Linked DNA regions of Sus scrofa: region 2 is linked to region 1. A link is a contact called in public Hi-C data. All regions are on one chromosome and are shown on one strand. The core of a region is the stretch at or near the end of the contact, and the rest is flanking DNA. Distances in the headings are between cores, read along the strand shown. Region 1 holds the start of CNN3 (calponin-3). Region 2 overlaps ALG14 (UDP-N-acetylglucosamine transferase subunit ALG14 homolog).

Region 1 (4,412 bases), core at 982-3,481:
TTCTGAAAAGCTGGGGTTTTACTATTTTAAAAACCACAATAATTACAGCGATCTAGGCTCAGTCTATGCATTTCCTTCAGTGTGCTGCAATAATGAGCAGGAAAAGGGCAGAAGCTGCTTCATTCGTCAGCAGACAGAAATTAACAGGGATATTAACATCCAAGAGAAGTCAGTCATCTGAAGGACTGCCAAAGTTATCTGAACCTCATTTACAATGCAAAAGGTAGAGGCTCAACAGCTGCCAGCCAAGAATCACAAGCTTGAATTTAAATGAATGCGCACACGCCAGGCCAGGGTATCGCTTCCAGCAGTTTGGATGTTGTGTGTCTTCTGAAAGGATTCCTAAAGCTCTGCTTGTAAACCTTGGAAAGAACAGAGCAGTATTTTGCACGTTTTCAAATCGTGGGCTTGGTAATCCATCATACACAAACCACTCACTTTTCTGCTCTTTAAAGAAAACCGTTTTCTCACATGGGTGAGGAACACACTTGACAAGGTAAAAGACCGAAACTTTTCGCTTTTAGAGACAGAGACTAAAATCAGCTCCTTGGCTTCAAAGATGTTTAGAATTTATGAACAGCGGGATTACAATCTGATGGAAAACTATGCAGCAGGGGCGATATGCAGGGCATATGTACAGTCTCTACACATAAGCCATAATTCCTCCATTCCCTAGGGTGTGACAGTGGTGCCCTCCCTGGCTTTTATCTAACCCACTCCGCACCGCGAACACTGGGATGGCACAGCTCTGACAATGCCAGTGCATTCTACCAGCGGTAGGACGGTGCGGTGGCCATCCTGACATGCTTCGGCTCCCGGATGGTTAATGGGAATGAAACCACAGCAGCCCTCCTTTGTGGCGCTTTGGCCAGAACAGCAGAAAGGAGACAATGAGCGTTCTGTGCGCAGTGCCGCGCCGATTGGCCGGTCTCTCCCCCCAGAAACCCCTGATGTCATGGGCTTGGAATGCAGGGAGGGAGGAAGGAAAGAGAGGATTTGGGGAGGGGGACGCCTCTCATCTCTTTCCCAGACCAAAAGTCCCAAGGATAAACCCAACGGTGGGCAAAGGGGCAAAACCAAGCGTTACCAAAGCCCAGTCACTCCAAACTACAGCCCGCCTCAGCAAGGAACCCGAAACAAAAGCAGCCCACGAAGCTTTCCCTGACGTCGTTAGAGGCTAAAGTACTACAAACTTCTCGGCGTTTTATTAAAACAAAACCCCTCAAGTCTACAGCAGATATGCCCAAAGCGGCGCGCTCAGGCTTTGTCTCCGCAGCCCGCAGAAGCAGCAGGGCAGCAACAAGCGCCTTAGGGATTCGAAAACCGCCCAGGGTCCTGGACGGCTTCCGTTGCCCCGGTGGCCCCTGAAGTCCGTGGGACGCTCGGCGATCTCCCACCCCGGGAAGACGCGAGGAACAATGGGAGACCCAGCTCCGCCACGTAACCGCCTAACTTTACTCAAGGCTTTGAATTCCGCCCGGAGGCTGCAGTGGGAGAAGGTGCAGGGTCGGCCAGGGGCCCGGGCCGAGGTGGATGGCGGAGGCTGCTCGCTGGGTCCCCAGCCGCGCCGACCGGCCCCACCTAAGGGCGAATGGCCACGCAGGAGCGCCCTCTTCCCGGAGGGGTGCGTCCTGCAGCCGCGATCCGCTCCTGGAGCCGAGGGCCGGCGTTGCGGGATTCCAGGAGCCCGGGAACCCACCGCCCGCCGCCAGTCGTGGCCCGCGGCGCTGGAACAAAGCCAGGAGAGCGCCTGGGAGCCGGCGCTTCGAGCGAGGGCACAGGACCGGGACGCGCAGCAACTCTCACGCCGCCCCGACATCTCCTCTCCACGAAGCCCGCCAGCCAAGGCGCGCGGGGCGAAGCGCGGCCCAGCGGCGCCCCGGTCCCATGGTCCCTCGGGCGGTGCCTTGCATCCCACCTCTCGCCCCAGGATCCCGCCCCACGCTAGCCCAGGCGTACCTTGTTCTTGACCTCGGCCGAGAGCCCGTAGGAAGGGCCCTTGTTGAAGTGGGTCATGATGATTCGGGCGGCGGGAAGAGGCTGAGCTCGGGTCCGGAGGTTCCTAGCACTTGGCTTCCACGCTCCTGGCCCCGAGGAGTGGCCGCACCCCGAGATGCTCGGAGCTCGTTCCCCTGGGCGGTGCAGGAGTCGTCCGGACGCGACGGCGGGCGCGGGGCGGTGCCTCGGCTGCTCGGTCGGAGGAGGTCCCGCAGAGGCTCCCAGTCGGCGCCGGAGTCCCGCACGAACTGCCCCCCGCCGCCTCCCCCGGCCCTTCAGGGATTGGCCGGCGAGCCCGACCAATGGAGGGCCGCCCCCTCCCGCCTCTCCCGCGAGGGGGCGGCGCGGCCAATTGAAGGGCGGAGGGCGCCGCGCTCCCTCCTCGCGCGGGTCCCGGGCCCCCGTCCCCGCCCTCACGCCACCGAGGCCCGAGGCGAGGCGGCCCCTCCTCCGGGCCTGGCCCGCCGAGGCCCGCCCGACCGTGGGAGCCGGCCCTCCCCTGCGCCCGGTGGCTTCCCGGCGGCGCAGCGTTCAGGTCCTCTTCCAGGCATCCGCTCCGGGCCGGCGGAGAGGAGGGAAGCCCACCAGGGCCGGCCCGCCGCGGACCCCCCCGCCTGCTTCGGCCGGCTTCCCGGCTGCAGGCCCGGCGCGCGCAGGTGGCAGGCAGGGTCCCTCCACCCGCAGCGGGAAACACCGGGAGCAGGCTTAGAGGCCCTGTGCCCGAGAAAAGGGGTTGTGGGGGGGGGGTCGCTCCCGTGGCACCTGCTTCTCGTCCCTAACCTCGCAGCTTCCCACACCTGTTGGTCTGACCTCTGCCCTGCTGCCGCCATGGGAACAGTCAAGGCTTTTAGCCAAATTCGAGCTCACTCTGGGTATGCTGCGCGGAAAAAAAAAACCTGGCAAAGCCTGGGCATTTCAAGACCTTTTCTGGATCCGCACCAGCTCGTTTTTACAAGCATCTTTATCCGGGGTTCAGCTAATCCAAAAACCCAGGTGGCTGTTCTACTTTTTTTTTTTTTTTTTTTTTTTTTTTTTTTTTAATCTGGAGGCTTCTTTGAACCAGATCTTTGTATACCAGTATCCTTGTATCCTTTAGGCCGGAAGCGACCTCCATTCTTTCATGGTCGGGCTTCCTACTTTCTTTCCCTCTCATTTTAAAGAAATTTGATAGAAGGGAACAGAACTTCCCTCACTTACTTGCCTGGGCGCGGGGCACTGTACTAGATGCCTTCCCAACCTTATCACATTTACTCCCCTCAAACAACCGGTGGCTGGACATCATACCCCTTGCGAGAAAGCGGCAAGTCAGAGACCTAAGTATCCTGCCTGAGGTCAGCCCGCTCCCAAAGCTTTGCCTCTTTCCATCACTTTCTCAGGCATGCTTTTCCACCCCTGAGATCCTCCTAGGAGAGTTCTGTTTAGCTCTCAGAACAGATCCTGGAACCAGGTGTGGCGACGTGCTGAAGAAGAGAGCCAAATATCTTACCGAAGCTGAGCCATCCTGGAACGGAAATGAATAAGGCAACTTTAAAGGAAAAAGTCCCAAACTGCTATTAGCTTTTCAGACTTTTGAATGGAGGGAGGAATGGAGCGGAGAGGGCTAACTGGTAGGAAAATGAATGACTTACAAGTGATATGCTACTTTAGTCAGCAGGTAGGAATGATAATTAGGTCACTCTTCCCACACAAAGATGACACAATTGACCTGCGATTAGTGAAGCAAGGAGTTTGGGCTGTTTTTCCGGTAGTGTGATAGTGGCCCGGGTGTCATGGATAAGACCTCACCTACTTTTCTTTGTGTGTAAGGAGTGTGGGAAATGGCAGCCAGATTTGAGGTACAAATCACAGCTCTATCATATGCCATGCCCGCTATGATGTAAGCCTGACCATTTCATCACAGTGGAGACGGAGAACTTAGGGTCAGAATCATTTTCATCTAAAGTTCATTCCTTGTAGAATATATAAGAATCATATTTGAGTTTAGCATGAAAACTTTTGGACAAAAATGTGAGTTTTGTTTAATAGGAGTTGTTTAATGGGTACAAAGGTTTGGTTTGGGCTGATGGAAAAAGTTCTGGAAATGGACAGTGGCGAGAGTCACAAAACAAAGCAAATTTGCTTAATGCCACTATAGACTTAAAAATGAGTCTTTTTTTTAACCCCTGCCTCATTTTCCTCCTTGCTACCCAACCTGACCAGGCAACCACTGATACATATTCTGTCTCTCCATAACAGTTTGTTTCCTAGAATTTTATATAAATGGAACCACACAATGTGTCCATTTTAAATGGCTTCTTTCACTCGGCAAATTATTTTGAGGTTCCTTAACATTGTAACATACATAATAGTTCATTCCTTTTTATGACTGAGTAGTATTCCATTACAAAGATATATTTATATACATATATCACAGT
Region 2 (4,592 bases), core at 1,141-3,640, 97 kb after region 1:
GATTTCTGGCCCTGCTCAGTGGATAAGGATTCAGTGTTGCCATGAGCTGTGGTGTAGGTCACAGATGTGGCTTGAATCCCGCATTGTTGTGGCTGTGGCATAAGCTGGCAGCTGCAGCTCGGATTGGACCCCTAGCCTGGGAACTTCCATGTGCCACAAGGATGACCCTTAAAAGAAAATAATGTCCATCAACAAAAAGTCCACAAACAAGACATTGTTTGTGGGGATGTAAACTGACACAACCACTATGGAAAACGGAATGGAGCTTCCTTCGAAAACAAAAAGTAGAATTACCATTTGATCCAGCAATCTCATTCCTGGGCATCTATCTGGAGAAAAACATGATTCAAAAAGATACATGCACCCCAATGTTCACTGCAGCACTATTTACAATAGCCAAGATATGGAAGCAAACTAAATATCCATCAACAGAGGAATGGATAAAGAAGATACACACACACACACACACACACACACACACACTAGAATATTACTCAGCCATAAAAAAGAATGAAATAATGCCATTTACAGCAATACGGATGGACCTAGAGATTATCATACTAAGTGAAGTTAGTTAGACAGTAAAAGACAAACATCATATGATAACACTTCTATGTGGAATCTAAAAAAAGGATACAAATGAACTTATTTGCAGTACAGAAACAGACTCACAGACTTTGAAAACAAATGTATAGTTACCAAAGGGGACGGGTCGGGGGAGAGATGGACTGAGGGACTGGGATTGGCAAATGCACCCGGTAGTATATGGAATGGTTGGCCAATGAGGACCTGCTGTATAACACAGGGAACTCTACCCAGTATCCTGTGATAGTCCATATGGGAAAGGAATCTGAAAAAGAATGGGTGCTTGTATATGTATAACTGAATCACTCCAATGTAAGGCAAAAATTATCACAACATTGTAAATCGACTATACTTCAATAAAACTTTAAAATAAAATTTAAAATAAATAAGTAAATAAATAGGCAGGGGAGTATGCGGATACACACTGATCTCTGTACATAAAAATCCACCAAGATATAAATAATTTAGTGAATGGTAACTATTCTGTCACAAGAGCCCTGGCAGCTTAAGGAGTATGGGTTCGGGGTGCACAGTAAGCCCAATCCCTTCACTCGCATGGCCTGCATTTACTCTCCAGGTGTAGGAGGCCTATTGACCACCCCTTTGCACTGCTACTGCCCGTTATGGTGGTCAAAGGCGTGAAAGCTGGACACAAACATACTCCACTCAGGGAACCTGTGCAAATGAAACAGCCAGAGGTAAGAGGCTACGGGGAGCATGTACCCCAGAAGGGGCCGTCACTGCTCAGCTCTGGCCTGGAGTCACCCACCCTTGTCATTTTTCACAAAGAGCCAGATATATGGTCTCTTGTGCAAAGTGAGATATCTGAAATAAGCATGTGGTACAAATGCCAGTGAATCAGACAAAATATGTTTGCATCCACGTGTGACCCAAGGGTCATCAGTGTGCTTCAGAAATCGCTGATAAAAAGAGAAGGCAGGAGGCCTAGTCTCTTTAAAAAAAAAAAAAAGGAAGAAAGAAAGAAAGAAAAAAGAAAAAGAAAAAAGACAGGGCTCATTTAAAAAAAAAGAAAAGAAAGAAAAAGAAAGAGCTCATTGAAGTAGACAAAGAAAAGGCGCTGAGAAAGATCTTATCGGTTTATTTGAATAAAGTCTATCAGCACTGCATAAGCTCTTACGCACCTAATTCCAATAATGCTTATGATTTTTGTTAATAGCTACCTCCTTCCTATAGTCCATAGCAAGAGAACCCTTAAAACAAAGGTAAGTATGCTAGTTTAGGGACAAAAAACTGGGAGAAGTGTGGAAAATTAACATGAAGTCCTATTTCCCAACAGACCTAAGGGAAGAATTTCTGCAGCAGAAATTGATCAAGGCAGCTGGGAAAAAAGGAGGTTAACAGGCCAAAGCCCAGGGGCTTTCAGCATGAATCCCAATGGGAGGACAGAGGTGTGAGTGAGAAAGAGGAAGAAAAACAAAGACTGGTCACAGTTTGTAGAGACAGGAGAGGGAAGATCAGTGAACTGAGCAGGGCAGCAGAGGGTGTGTGTATGGGTGACAGGTGCTCCTTAAATAAGCTCCAAGGAACCCCAGAAGGACTCTCAGAGCTAAGTCCTCATCATAATTTTAAAAATACTTTTTGGGCATCACTCTGTCTAAGCTACTATAAGGTGCAGGCACTCCAGGGAGCATCGGTCACTCAGATAGGAGTTAGAGGCAGGGAACCAATCGCCTTCCCGCAGAGGGAGTGGCCAGTTCAAAAGCAAGTGCATCTGACAGGTCTACTGTGGCCTCTTACGTCCATTTGATCGGGAGGAGAGACTAAGCTCAGACAGGCTAACTGATGATTCACAAAGCTGAGAGAAAAACCCAAACCTCCTGATTCCCAGTATGGCATATTTCCTCCTGTACCACGGCCAAGGCATAGTGGACACAAACCAAAGAGAATAATGTGGAGACATTAAGAAAAAATGTAAGGCAAATACTCAGGGTGAACTCTTGATGAAACCTACATAATAAATATAAGGAACTCTTCTGTGCCCTAAGACTGGAAGTCTGCTGTATACAAGCCTCAGCCCATTCCCACAGAACGGATGGAAACCCAGAGCCCCGCCCCACCCCTAGCCCCCGTCCCACCCCAATTCTCTTCTCCATTCGTCTGAAGCAGTGAGGGACATTTTTCTTCCCCGTGGGACTTCACAGAGATGAACCAGGGCTCCCTGAAAAGCTGAAACAGGAAAGTTGGCCTGGGAATAATAAAATAGCAACCAACTAAGTCCCCTGAGCTCTGGGCACTGCTTCCACTAATAAGACTTATCTACAAATGCTGTATTGTATAAGCAAATCTTTTGAAAAATAGCATCTGGAGCTTTGAAGATGTGGACACAACTGATTAGAGCATGAGACACCTGTCTTTAGAGAAAAGTAATTATTTACCCCTTAAAAGCAAACCTGTTTTTTTTTTTTTTTAACAAATTGTCAGCTATAAACATTTTTTTAAAAAGTGCTTTGTCGAAGATTTGTATAATGGCTTAAATGTGATTTCAGGAAGACCAAGAATGCAAAATGGTATTCTGCTAACATGGAATTTGCTGCCCTTTGCAATTCTACAGCTGATCCCACTGCAGATTTCATTCTTTATGGCAGAATATGGAAATTCTGACATAATAGGCATATGAAACTTATAAATCTGGTATTCACATTTCTTAAAAGGAATGATCAATCATGACATGTTCTTTCTGTAATTCAAAGGTCTTTCCAGCAGGGAACGTCTTGCTATTTTTGAAAGAGCTCTTCAGCTCTCTAACCTGCTTCTAATTGGACCCTTTCTACTCCTCTAAACAACACTACAAAAGCTCTTTCCCTGTTAAGCCACAACAACGTTCAAAATTTGTAAGGTGTTTACTCATTCCTCTTGGTAAATCTAGGATAATCATAGTTTCCTCATCCCTGATTATAAGGTCCTTCCGAAGAATATTTTTATAATTATTTGCCCATGCGTCTTAGAGAAAATCAGAGTTTTCCCTTTTGAGCTTGTGGCAAGGATCCATGCAGACGAGAGGCACTTGGCTTACGTCCCCTATAAAATGCTGTCCTGGTAAAAGTGAAACCTCAACTCTCATGTTCCAGGTAGAGAATGATAAGCTTTCTGCTGCTGATTGAACTTCCAAAACATCTAACAGCAGAAAAAGAAATCCTCGACCAGGAGGCCTCACTGCTTTCATGCGACAAAAAAAAAAAAAAAAAAAAAAAAAAAAAAAGAATTTTACCAGGAGCACAGGAGAAAAAGAAATCACCAAAAACCAAACTACCAAACAGGAAATGCCAGCCTAAAAAGGTATGTTTTTACTCAATGACTTGTGGGGAGGAAAACGAGAAATTCAAAAAACAGACTCTGAAGAAGACGGCATTGAGAACTCTCCAGAGGCTGTTAGAAACACTATCCAGGTTTCAATCTCCTTCTTCTTTTTTTTTTAAAGTAAAAAACTCTACGTTGTTTCATTATACACAGGCATTAAAGTAAAGCTACGGTTGATGAAAATATTTTGGAACCTAATACAGGTGAGAGCCAACACTGTGAATGCACTAAACACTACTGAATCGTACACTTTAAAATGGTTCATTTTATCTCAGTAAAAAGACAGAAAGCAAAGCAATTGTATTCTGCTTAAGATGCATGAGCAATTTCTGCCACTTCCTTTTGATTGCTCTGACAAAGACACTCTGGAACGCTTCAGAAATATGCTACCAAGAAAATCCTGAAGTGGGGTGTGGGGGTGGTGGGAGTGCATATGGATAACTCAGGAGGATGGGATTAACGTATACTGCTATACATGAAACAGATACCCAGCAAGGACATACAGTATGGCACAGGGAACGATACTGCATGTTTTATAATCTCCTATACGGGAAAATAATACATCTGTAACTGCATCTATAGCTATCATCCATCCACCCATCCAGATCACTGTGTTGTACACCTGAAACTGAGATGACATTATAAATCAACTACTCTTCAATTGAAAACAAAAAAGGAAAGAAAATCCT

The links. A called contact is a pair of places that touch in the nucleus more often than the background predicts.
Region 2: a Hi-C map of embryonic fibroblasts shows a contact between it and region 1, with 4 times the contacts expected there. A contact is called at or near these places in 1 of 5 promoter capture datasets (fetal skeletal muscle), 8 of 47 Hi-C or Micro-C datasets (adipocytes, embryonic fibroblasts, heart right ventricle and 4 more) and 1 of 2 datasets of targeted methods (skeletal muscle).

What each region holds. Positions count from the first base shown.
Region 1 is chr4:122,502,269-122,506,680 of Sscrofa11.1, reverse strand. CNN3 (calponin-3) reads right to left here and starts at 2,231. Exons shown (of 8, transcript XM_003125902.5): 1 at 1,960-2,231. The coding sequence starts at 2,016.
Region 2 is chr4:122,405,114-122,409,705 of Sscrofa11.1, reverse strand. The region is part of intron 3 of ALG14 (UDP-N-acetylglucosamine transferase subunit ALG14 homolog); the gene reads right to left. Among named protein-coding and RNA genes, the nearest start is that of ALG14, 64 kb to the right of the region's middle.